Regions from separate parts of the Canis lupus genome. Here region 1 is linked to region 2. A link is a contact called in public Hi-C data. All regions are on one chromosome and are shown on one strand. Each heading gives the region's core, a stretch centred on a gene start, on an enhancer-like site or on the middle of the called end of the contact. The rest is flanking DNA. Distances are from core to core; before and after follow the strand shown.

Region 1 (4,709 bases), core at 1,227-3,726, 58 kb after region 2:
CAGAATGGGAGAAAATATTTGCAAAATGTACATCTGACAGAGGATATATCCAGAATGTATAGAGAGCTCATAAAACTTAGTAATAAAAAGAGCAACTGTACTAAAAGATGGGCAAATGACTTGGAGAGATGCCTCACAAAAGAAGATTAAGAATGTCTGGTAAGCTTATTTTCAAAATAGTACTCAACATCATTAGTCATCAGGGAAATGCAGATTAAAGCCATGGAGAGGGACACCTGAGTGGCTCAGTGGTTGAGTGTCTGCCTTTGGCTCAGGGTGTGATCCTGGGTTCCCAGGATCGAGTCCCACATTGGGCTCCCTACAGGGAGCCTGCTTCTCCTTCTGCCTATGTCTCTGCCTCTCTGTCTCTCTCTCTCTGTCTTTCTCTCTCTGTGTCTCTCATGAATAAATAAATAAAATCTTAAAAAAAAATCATGGTGAAGTATTACTACATGCCTGCCAGAATGGCTAAAATTAAGACCAATAGCACCATGTGTTGATGAGCATGTGAGCAATCAGAACACTCAGACATTATTGGTAGGAGTATAAAACAATTACTTTGGAAAAAAGGTTGGCAGTTTCTCATTCATTAACCAAAAAACTCCCCAGGATGCCTGGATGGCTCAGTTGGTTCAGCTCTTGATTTTGGCTCAGGTCATGATCTCAGGGTTGTGAGATTGAGCCCTACATTGGGCTCTATGTTCAGTTCAGAGTCTGCTTGGGATTCTTCCTCTCCCTCTCCCTTTGCTCCTCCCCACCCCTCTCCTCTCTCCCTCATAACTAACTAACTAACAAAAAACATCCCCATATCCTATAACCTAGAAGTTCCACTCTTGGTTATTTACACATGAGAAATGAAAGCCCATGTCCTCAAAAAGACTTGAAGACACTCCAAATGTTTTTGTTTGTCTATGATAGCCAAAGACAAAGAGGGAATACCCTGCGTGTCCATGAATAGGGAATCAATGAACAGCGATATAGCCAAATAATAAAATAATACTCAGCAATAAAGAGGATCAGAAGTACTGATTCATGCCACAATATGGACAACTCTCACAAATGTAATGTGAGTGAACTAAGATCATAAAGAGTGTAAACTGTGTGACACCCTTTGTCTGATGTTTGAGAACAAGCAGAACTAATGGTGGGAGTATACCACAACAGAACATTTGTTGCACGGGTACGTGAGCATGTGTGTGTTGTGGGTGCTGGAGTGTTTTGAGGAAGACTGCAAGACGCCTGACAGGGGAACTGCCTGAAGTGATGGAAAAGTTTCTGCCTTAATGTGGGTTTTTAAGGTACATGGACATATGAAATCATTGCAACTCATTTAAGAAGTGTGCACTTCATGGGCCCCTGGGTGACCGTCAGTTGAGTGTTCAAATCTTGGTTTCTGCTCAGGTGATGATCTCAGGGTCGTGAGATCAAGCCCTTCATTGGACTCCATGCTCATTGTAGGGTCTGCTTGAGATGCTCCCTGCCCTTCCTGCTCATGCTCTCTTAAAATACATAAATAAATTTTTAAAATTGTGTATTTCATTGTAGATAGCTTTTACCTTGAGAAAACCTGATAAACCACTATTTAACTTTAATAAATGATAAGCATATTCAAGCACTTAGATGGGAAGTGTTAATGTTTGCAACAATTTATCAAAAATATATTGGATTGGTGGATAATACAGAGAGATGGCTGGATATATGATCAGGAAAATGTAGTAAAATATTAGTAATGGTAGTATGGAAGTGATGGGTTGTATGTGTTCACTGTTGCTTTTTTCCTGTAAGTTTGAAAAATTTTTAAAGTAAGTGTTGAGAATAGAGAGTAAACATGCTGCTCTGGCCAACCTGGCCTAAGTCATACTATCTATCTACCCCTGGAGTCAGAAGTAGACTGACCTTTGGCTGTGATGGAGAGGTGTAGACCCTTGCAAGGAGAGCAGGGTACACTTGCCTAAAGACAAGCGAATGAATACTCTGGGTAACCAGAAGACAAGGGCTCTGATAGTCCAACCTTACCCTTTACTCCAAACATTGTATGGGAAATCATGTAGTATCTTGATAAACCTCTCTTTGACATTGTCTGGAGATAACATAGGGCCCAGTCTAATAACTTTTAACCTCTATAGAGCCAGAAAGGATACTAGAATCTATCTTTCCAATTTGTAAACCCTATTCTGCTACTTGAGTGTTGTAGGAAAATAGATTCCTCAGTCAAGGAGCTAGGGATCCCCTCCTTACCAGCTCAGAGCAAAGAAATCAAAGTGAATATTCCCAGAACCCTTTGCTGCATATGCTGGGTTAACATCAGGTTTATTCCTAGATTTAAGGTAGGACCTGTATGTGAGGAAACTCAGCTCTGAGTCATCATCTATCTAGAAATGCAGTACTCTGACCTCACAGTTGTCTGTGGCAAGGAAAGAAGTCACCTGTGTCTGTGTTGGATGAATTTCCCTCCTGCTTCTGAAAGGGGTGTTTTGCAGGGATTAATAAGATCATTATAAATGCCACTTGCCTCAGGTTGCCTGAAGGACAAAGGACTGGAAGTTGAAAGGAGTGAATTTTGTACAGTGATTCACTGTCTGGCTGTCCTTTCTCCTGGGTAGGGCCTTGCACTGGCAGCAGAACCTCACAGCTCCAACTTTTGGATCATGTGTGCTGTACCAAAAAATTTCCCATTTGCAGTTTTCCAAAGTATAGAAGAACAAGGTTCCCTCTTCTGATCAAGCTGTGCCATGATTTCCAAAGATATTAAAGGGAGGTTGAGGGACAGGCAGAGGAATATAGAAAGAAATTTTCTGCTTAAGATTGCAATTTTTGTCTGGCAAATGAAGAGGTAGAAGCATTATGCTGATGGGCTAGTGGGTTCATACACACTTTTTAATGTTACGTCAATGTGCAGCCAGGAAGTGTTAAAGCCAGAAGACTCCTCTCAGTAAGATCTGACCACATCCTACATACGTGACAGCTCATATCACCATCTACTTATTATTGTGCATTTGCTGTCAAGTGAGCTTCTTTTTTTCTGGTGCCCTTAAAATTTTCCTGAAATACTCTTCTTACTTGGACATTACTTAGATTTCATTTTCCTCTTTTGCATCTGGGTTTGTTTATATTGGCTATGACTCTAATCTTGGGTTGAAAGCTGGGGAAGTTGGTTATAGGGGTTTTCAGGATTTCTGAATATGAAATGCAAGGAAATTGCATAATGTTGCAGCGTTTCCTCTTCTTGTTGCTCGCTTGTTACCCAAAATACAGTAGTTCCTTCTAGAAGCTTGAAGGAATTTGGCAGGTCCTACCCTCTGATGGTCTATTGTCAGTGTAGAGAGTCAGTGTTATCCTGATTTGAGGTTGAATTTTTCTTGAGGTCAAACAACAAAGCTTCCTGAATTATAACTATGGCAACAGTGTTTATATAGCAGGCAAATCATAATGCTGTGGGGAGGAGGAGCACTTGCAACAATCAACATTAGTAACTTCAGAAATGCTGCACTCATGCTTAATTCACCAAGACCAGAAACAAGTTAAAATAGACGGTCCACCCTTTGACTGCATATGTGGGTGTGACCTGGATGCTCCAGAGGAATGATTTCACCTTTCCCCTTAAAATTATCTGATCTTAAATTGAGATTTCTCATAGGAAGTGCGTTAGGTGCCAGCGACACTCAAAATGGGAAAGCATCATTATAAGAATAATTTCCTTATCAGGGTCCTTATAGCCTGCTTCCGACCCACTGAAAATGATGAAAGAATGTTCATCCTTTGTCTTAAACTCCTTTGTCCCTCAATCTGAAGTGACTTCTTAGACAATAAACAGATGCCGGTGGACCTCCATAGCAGTGCAAGACAGAACTAATCATAAGGGATTTATTTGCAGATTAGAAATAATGGAAAATGAGAAATTGTATTTTGAAGTATTAAACTGTGTAGAATAGACTGTCAGAGCAGTGAGAGGCCAAAGCAAAAGGTTGGTCTGCAGCCATGAAGTCAGTTAGAAAATCTTTGTGGAAATAGCATTTTTGAGTACTTGCAGGTACTGTGGGGCTATTTTAGTTCTCCCAGGACCCCCTCAGAGTGTTATTACTTAGCTCGACTTTATAACAAGAAAACATGCTCGGGATCCCTGGGTGGCGCAGTGGTTTGGCGCCTGCCTTTGGCCCAGGGTGCGATCCTGGGGACCCGGGATCGAATCCCACGTCAGGCTCCCCGTGCATGGAGCCTGCTTCTCCCTCTGCCTGTGTCTCTGCCTCTCTCTCTCTCTCTGTGTGTGACTATCATAAATAAATAATAATAAAAAAAAAAGAAAAAAGAAAACATGCTCAAGGGTGCCTGGGTGGCTCAGTCAGTTAAGTGTCCCACTCTTGGTTTTGGCTCAGGTCATGATCTCAGGGTTGTGAGACTGAACCTCACATTGGGCTCTGCACTCAGTGGGGAGTCTGCTGGAGATTGCCTTTCCCTCTCTGCATCTGCTCCTCCTCCCGTTCATGTGTACATGTGCTTTCTCTCTCTTTCTTTTATCCTTCTCAAATAAATAAAATTGTAAAAAAAAAAAAACCAAAAAACAAAACCCTACTCAGCATATTAAATTGCCACATGAATGCACCTAGCTAAAATATGGTAGAATGAGGCTTTAACACCAACTCTCCAGGTCCACAGTACACTCTATCCACCACCTCACTTCATAGAATGATTTTTTAAAATTTTTATTTTTT
Region 2 (4,138 bases), core at 683-3,182:
CAAGGAGCTTCTTCAGGGGGTCATTATCTCAGCATATGTATAGCTGTGCATATTGTTAAAATTTTATCTCCAAGTAGATTAATGTTGCCCTCCAGTGATGACAGAGGGTCCTGAGTATTGGGGGGGAAAGGGGAAGTAGCCTATGTTCCTCTTGTTTTTAAGAGCTAGAGATGCTCTGCTGAATTTTAATGTGAGATGAATCAAGAATACAGACACACACCACTCTTCTGGTGTATCAGATGACTTTATCATATGCCATGATAACTTAGGATGGAGTTCAGGTAGAGAGGCAGAGGAGGACAGACACAAACACTAGAAGTTGCAAACTGGCGGTCCACAGACCTGTTTGGTTTGGCTTGAGTAATGTTTGAACCAGCATGTTGAAGTTGGAAAAATCTGGCAATGTTGATCCCCCTCCCTGTGTGCCAGCTGTTTATAGAGCTGAGAGGTAGACACTCCCTCTCCGCGGGGCATGTATGTATTTTCCACTTTGCTGCAGTCCCCACCATGCCCTATTGTTTCACTATGATGACAGGTGACAGCTTCCACTTTGCCTTGCACTTGCACTGTTGTTTTTCCCATAGAGCAGAAATACTCTTGTTCCTGTGACTATCAGAAAGTAAATGTGCAAAAGAAAATATAAAGGGCTACATGTTATAAGGAAAGTGAGACTGAGCCTATTTTCCTTGAGGCAATAAATACTTTTTTTATTCAATTTCACTCATTTTGCTTACTTGCTGTTCTCTGTAGATGTTTCAGTCTGTAATCTCATAGACAAGAAAGAAATGTCATTCTCTAAGATTATTTGGAATGATTTTGGCCATATCTCTGTGTAAATGAAGATGTCCTGAACCTTGAACCCTAATAATGGTTGGGAACCTGTTTTCCCAGTAGCATTTTAGAAGCAAAGGACCACTTCTTATCCCTGGCACTTGTGCAGCTCTTTTCAGTGGTGGATGGCAGCCTGTTCTCCAAGCCTTCACCATTCCCTGTCTTCCTATATAAGCATATAGGATTCACATGCAGGCTGTGGGAATGTGTGTTTCTGCAGGTGCCATAGTCCTTCTTTTATTCTGAACTTGCCCCTTTCATGTGCTGTAGTGTGGTTGGGAGCTGGGGGACGAACTTTTGCCAACAGAAGACTTAGAGTCTTATGAATGAGTAACCTCTAGATCTTTGGAGGTTGATTTAGAAAGAATAGTACTGTTAGATTCTGAGTGTGTTTGTTTCAGTGGGGTGGAGTTAGGAACAGCATTTCCTTGTCCAGTAGGAAGTGGTGGAGTTGCCAAGCCACTGAGATCACTATTGTTGACTCAGATTCAGGAATAAGATTAGAGCAGGAAAGCTGTCGAATGGCCCTGGAGTCAGGCCTGATTGTGATTCTGCTTGCTGTCTGCTGCTGAGGAGGCTGTGAGCTGACATCAGTGGTCCCAGCTCCTGGATGTGGCAGTGAAGAGTGTACTGTTTTCCATGGGCTCTTTCTGGAGGCCAGCGTTGAAGGCGCTATGGTGCTGGGGCGCGGTTTGCCCTGTGACAGATGAGTAATGGTCTGCATCTCTTCCCCTGTTGTGTGAGAGGTGGAGTGCCAGCTTAGAGAAAATTGCAGATACTGTTCACAGTTCTTAAGCTGGTAAAGATACAGCACTAACCAAGGGTTTATTCAGAGTCAAAATGATGTGCCATATCTTATACGTTGTATCTTGGGCTTGAGCTCCAAAAAGGATTGCAAGTCCTTTGTCACTTTTCCCAACTAGTGGGCAGAGGGGGCTCCTTCACAGATTTTCTAGAATTTGCTAAAGACCCCTTCTTTGTCCTTATCGATTTATCTGACTTTAATTCCAAAAGGGGGAAGTAGGCCACTTTGATGCTTTACTCAGGAGGAAAAAGGAAATGGTCATGATGTCAGAGCCTGTGTGTCACTGCAGCCCCTGGCTTGACTCCTTTTGTGGTAGAGGTGTGATTTTCAGTGCTGTCTATGATTGTTCTGGGGGTGGGGTCATGTGTATCAGAAGCACCTGTGGCTGCTTTCTTTTCTTTTTTAAACTATATACACCTGGCCTTCTCCCTCCATAATTTTCATCCTACTGCATACTTGCCATTTTTTCCCCTCCACGTGCCACCTCCATTGGCCCCAGTGATAACTAGTTTTTGGAACATTTACAGTGTGTCTGACACTTTGAAAAACTTTATGAGCATCTCATTTAACCTTCACAATGACTCCTTGAAGTAGGTACTGTTTAAATCTGCAGTGTAAAGGATAACATGGAGTAGTTCAGTTACTTGTCCTCTAGGCATTTATGCAGCAGCAAAGCACCAGAATCAGGATAACTAGTGAGCCTAAATTATTGATGACAAGGCCTGTCTCTTCACTTTGTATGTATGTATATATGTATTTAAAGATTTTATTTATTAGAGAGGTGGGGAGAGAGAGAGAGCGCGCGAGAGAGAGAGAGAGAGAGAGAAAGAAAGAAAGGGCTGGTGGGTACGAGAGTATAAGAGTAGAGGGAGGGAGAAACAGTAGTCTCTCCACTGAGCAGGGAGCCTGATGCGGAGTTTGATCCCTGGACTCCGGGATCATGACCTGAGCCAAAAGCAGACGCTTAACCAACTGAGCCATGCAGGTGTCCTTCTCTTCAGTATTTAAAAGACTTTATTAAAAAGTTGAGGTGTAATCCCAGTAAGATGCACAAATCTTAAGTCCATATCTTTATGACAACCCCCCAACCCCTACCTGTGTAACCACCCTGATCAGGTTATAGAAAGAACATTGCTGTTACCTGAGAAGGCTTCCTTCTGGTCATTGTCATACCTTTTCCCCAAGATGAAATCACTGTTCTGAATTCTGTCACTATAAATGACGTTGACTAGAGTTTGAACATCATATCAATGGAATCATACTGTTAGTAGTCTTTGTGTCTCGATTGTGTTTTTCATTATTATATGAGGGGGCCTGATGTGGGGCTCTATTCCAGAATCCTGGGATCATGACCTGAGTGGAAGGCAGACAGTTAACTGACTGAACCATCCAGGCGTCCCAATCATCTTTAAACTAGTAGACCATACTGCCAACTCACTGTGGTGCTTAGAGGAGGGTCTAGTTCTTTTTGATGGTGGAGGACTTGAGTGGTCAATATCTGCTCTTTTTGGGCTAGGGCAACTTTACATTTGCTGTGGTCTTGTGTCCAAGGGTGAAGCAATAGACTGCTGGGTTGAGATCCTGGCTCTTGAGACTGTGGACAAGGTCTTTAACCTATTTGACCTTTTGTTTTTTCATCTGCTCAGTGGGGTAATGAGAGCATACTTAGCACATGATGTAGTTGTCTAGATTAAATGAGTTAATTTATGTATAGTGCTTAGCACAGCACCTGACACATCCTCCTAAGTTATTATTATTATAGTTTTAATTCCATTCTGGTTTTGATAGTTTCATAATTCTTTGTAGAACTAGAAAGAGCTCATTTACTTCAGTTTTCTTTCATTGTTTTATATTTTCCCTTGCTCACTGAACACCTGCCTCTGGAGTTCTCTTTCCCTTTCCCCTTCTCCATTTTTGTTGTGAAAAGCCAGATGCATTTAAAGTATGAACTAATAAGCTGGTGCCCTTAGAAATGTGTCCTATCTTACAGGGACTGACATAGAAAGTACAGGATCATAGAGAGTTTTGCCCATTTTATTTTGTTTAGAGGAATGGTGGCTAGTAGGAACAAAGGGGGAATATGGAAAGAGACTTATTGCTTGATTCCAAAATAAAGCTGACCCTTTCACCTTGGTTCTTGGAAATTAACACACATAAGAGATTTATGTAATTATAGTTTAAATTGTAATGAAGGAGAAGAAACTTGGAGCCAACAGAGTGTTTTCTAGATGCCTAGAAAGGATAGTACTGTGATCCAGAGGTCATACTGAGAGAAAATTACCTGAACTTGGGAGATAGGATTAGAACTAAATATTAAATCCATCTTATTCAGTTCTGTACTACCCACTCCCACAAAAAAGGGGAACAAAACCACATGTGGAAAAGAACTTACATTTTGATATTTTTTCTTGAAATGAAAACAAATCCTGTTGACTTTCCTGGTTACTAGGGCCAAGTGGCCTCTGAGTTTGTCTGAACTTCCTCTTTGTGGCTCTGGGTGGA

The links. Hi-C and Micro-C count contacts between places; a contact is called where the count stands out from the background.
Region 1: a Hi-C map of blood shows a contact between it and region 2, with 5 times the contacts expected there. The contact joins two enhancer-like sites. A contact is called at or near these places in 3 of 9 Hi-C or Micro-C datasets (blood and liver).

What each region holds. Positions count from the first base shown.
Region 1 is chr2:36,985,720-36,990,428 of UU_Cfam_GSD_1.0, forward strand. All of the region lies in intron 11 of ARHGAP26 (rho GTPase-activating protein 26), which reads left to right. Among named protein-coding and RNA genes, the nearest start is that of ARHGAP26, 210 kb to the left of the region's middle. Within about 2 kb of position 2,477, at least 2 of the 20 cell types and tissues checked have an H3K27ac peak or open chromatin away from gene starts, as enhancers often do. A contact at or near this core is called in blood, where this site is marked.
Region 2 is chr2:36,928,424-36,932,561 of UU_Cfam_GSD_1.0, forward strand. The region is part of intron 10 of ARHGAP26 (rho GTPase-activating protein 26); the gene reads left to right. Among named protein-coding and RNA genes, the nearest start is that of ARHGAP26, 150 kb to the left of the region's middle. Within about 2 kb of position 1,933, at least 5 of the 20 cell types and tissues checked have an H3K27ac peak or open chromatin away from gene starts, as enhancers often do. A contact at or near this core is called in blood, where this site is marked.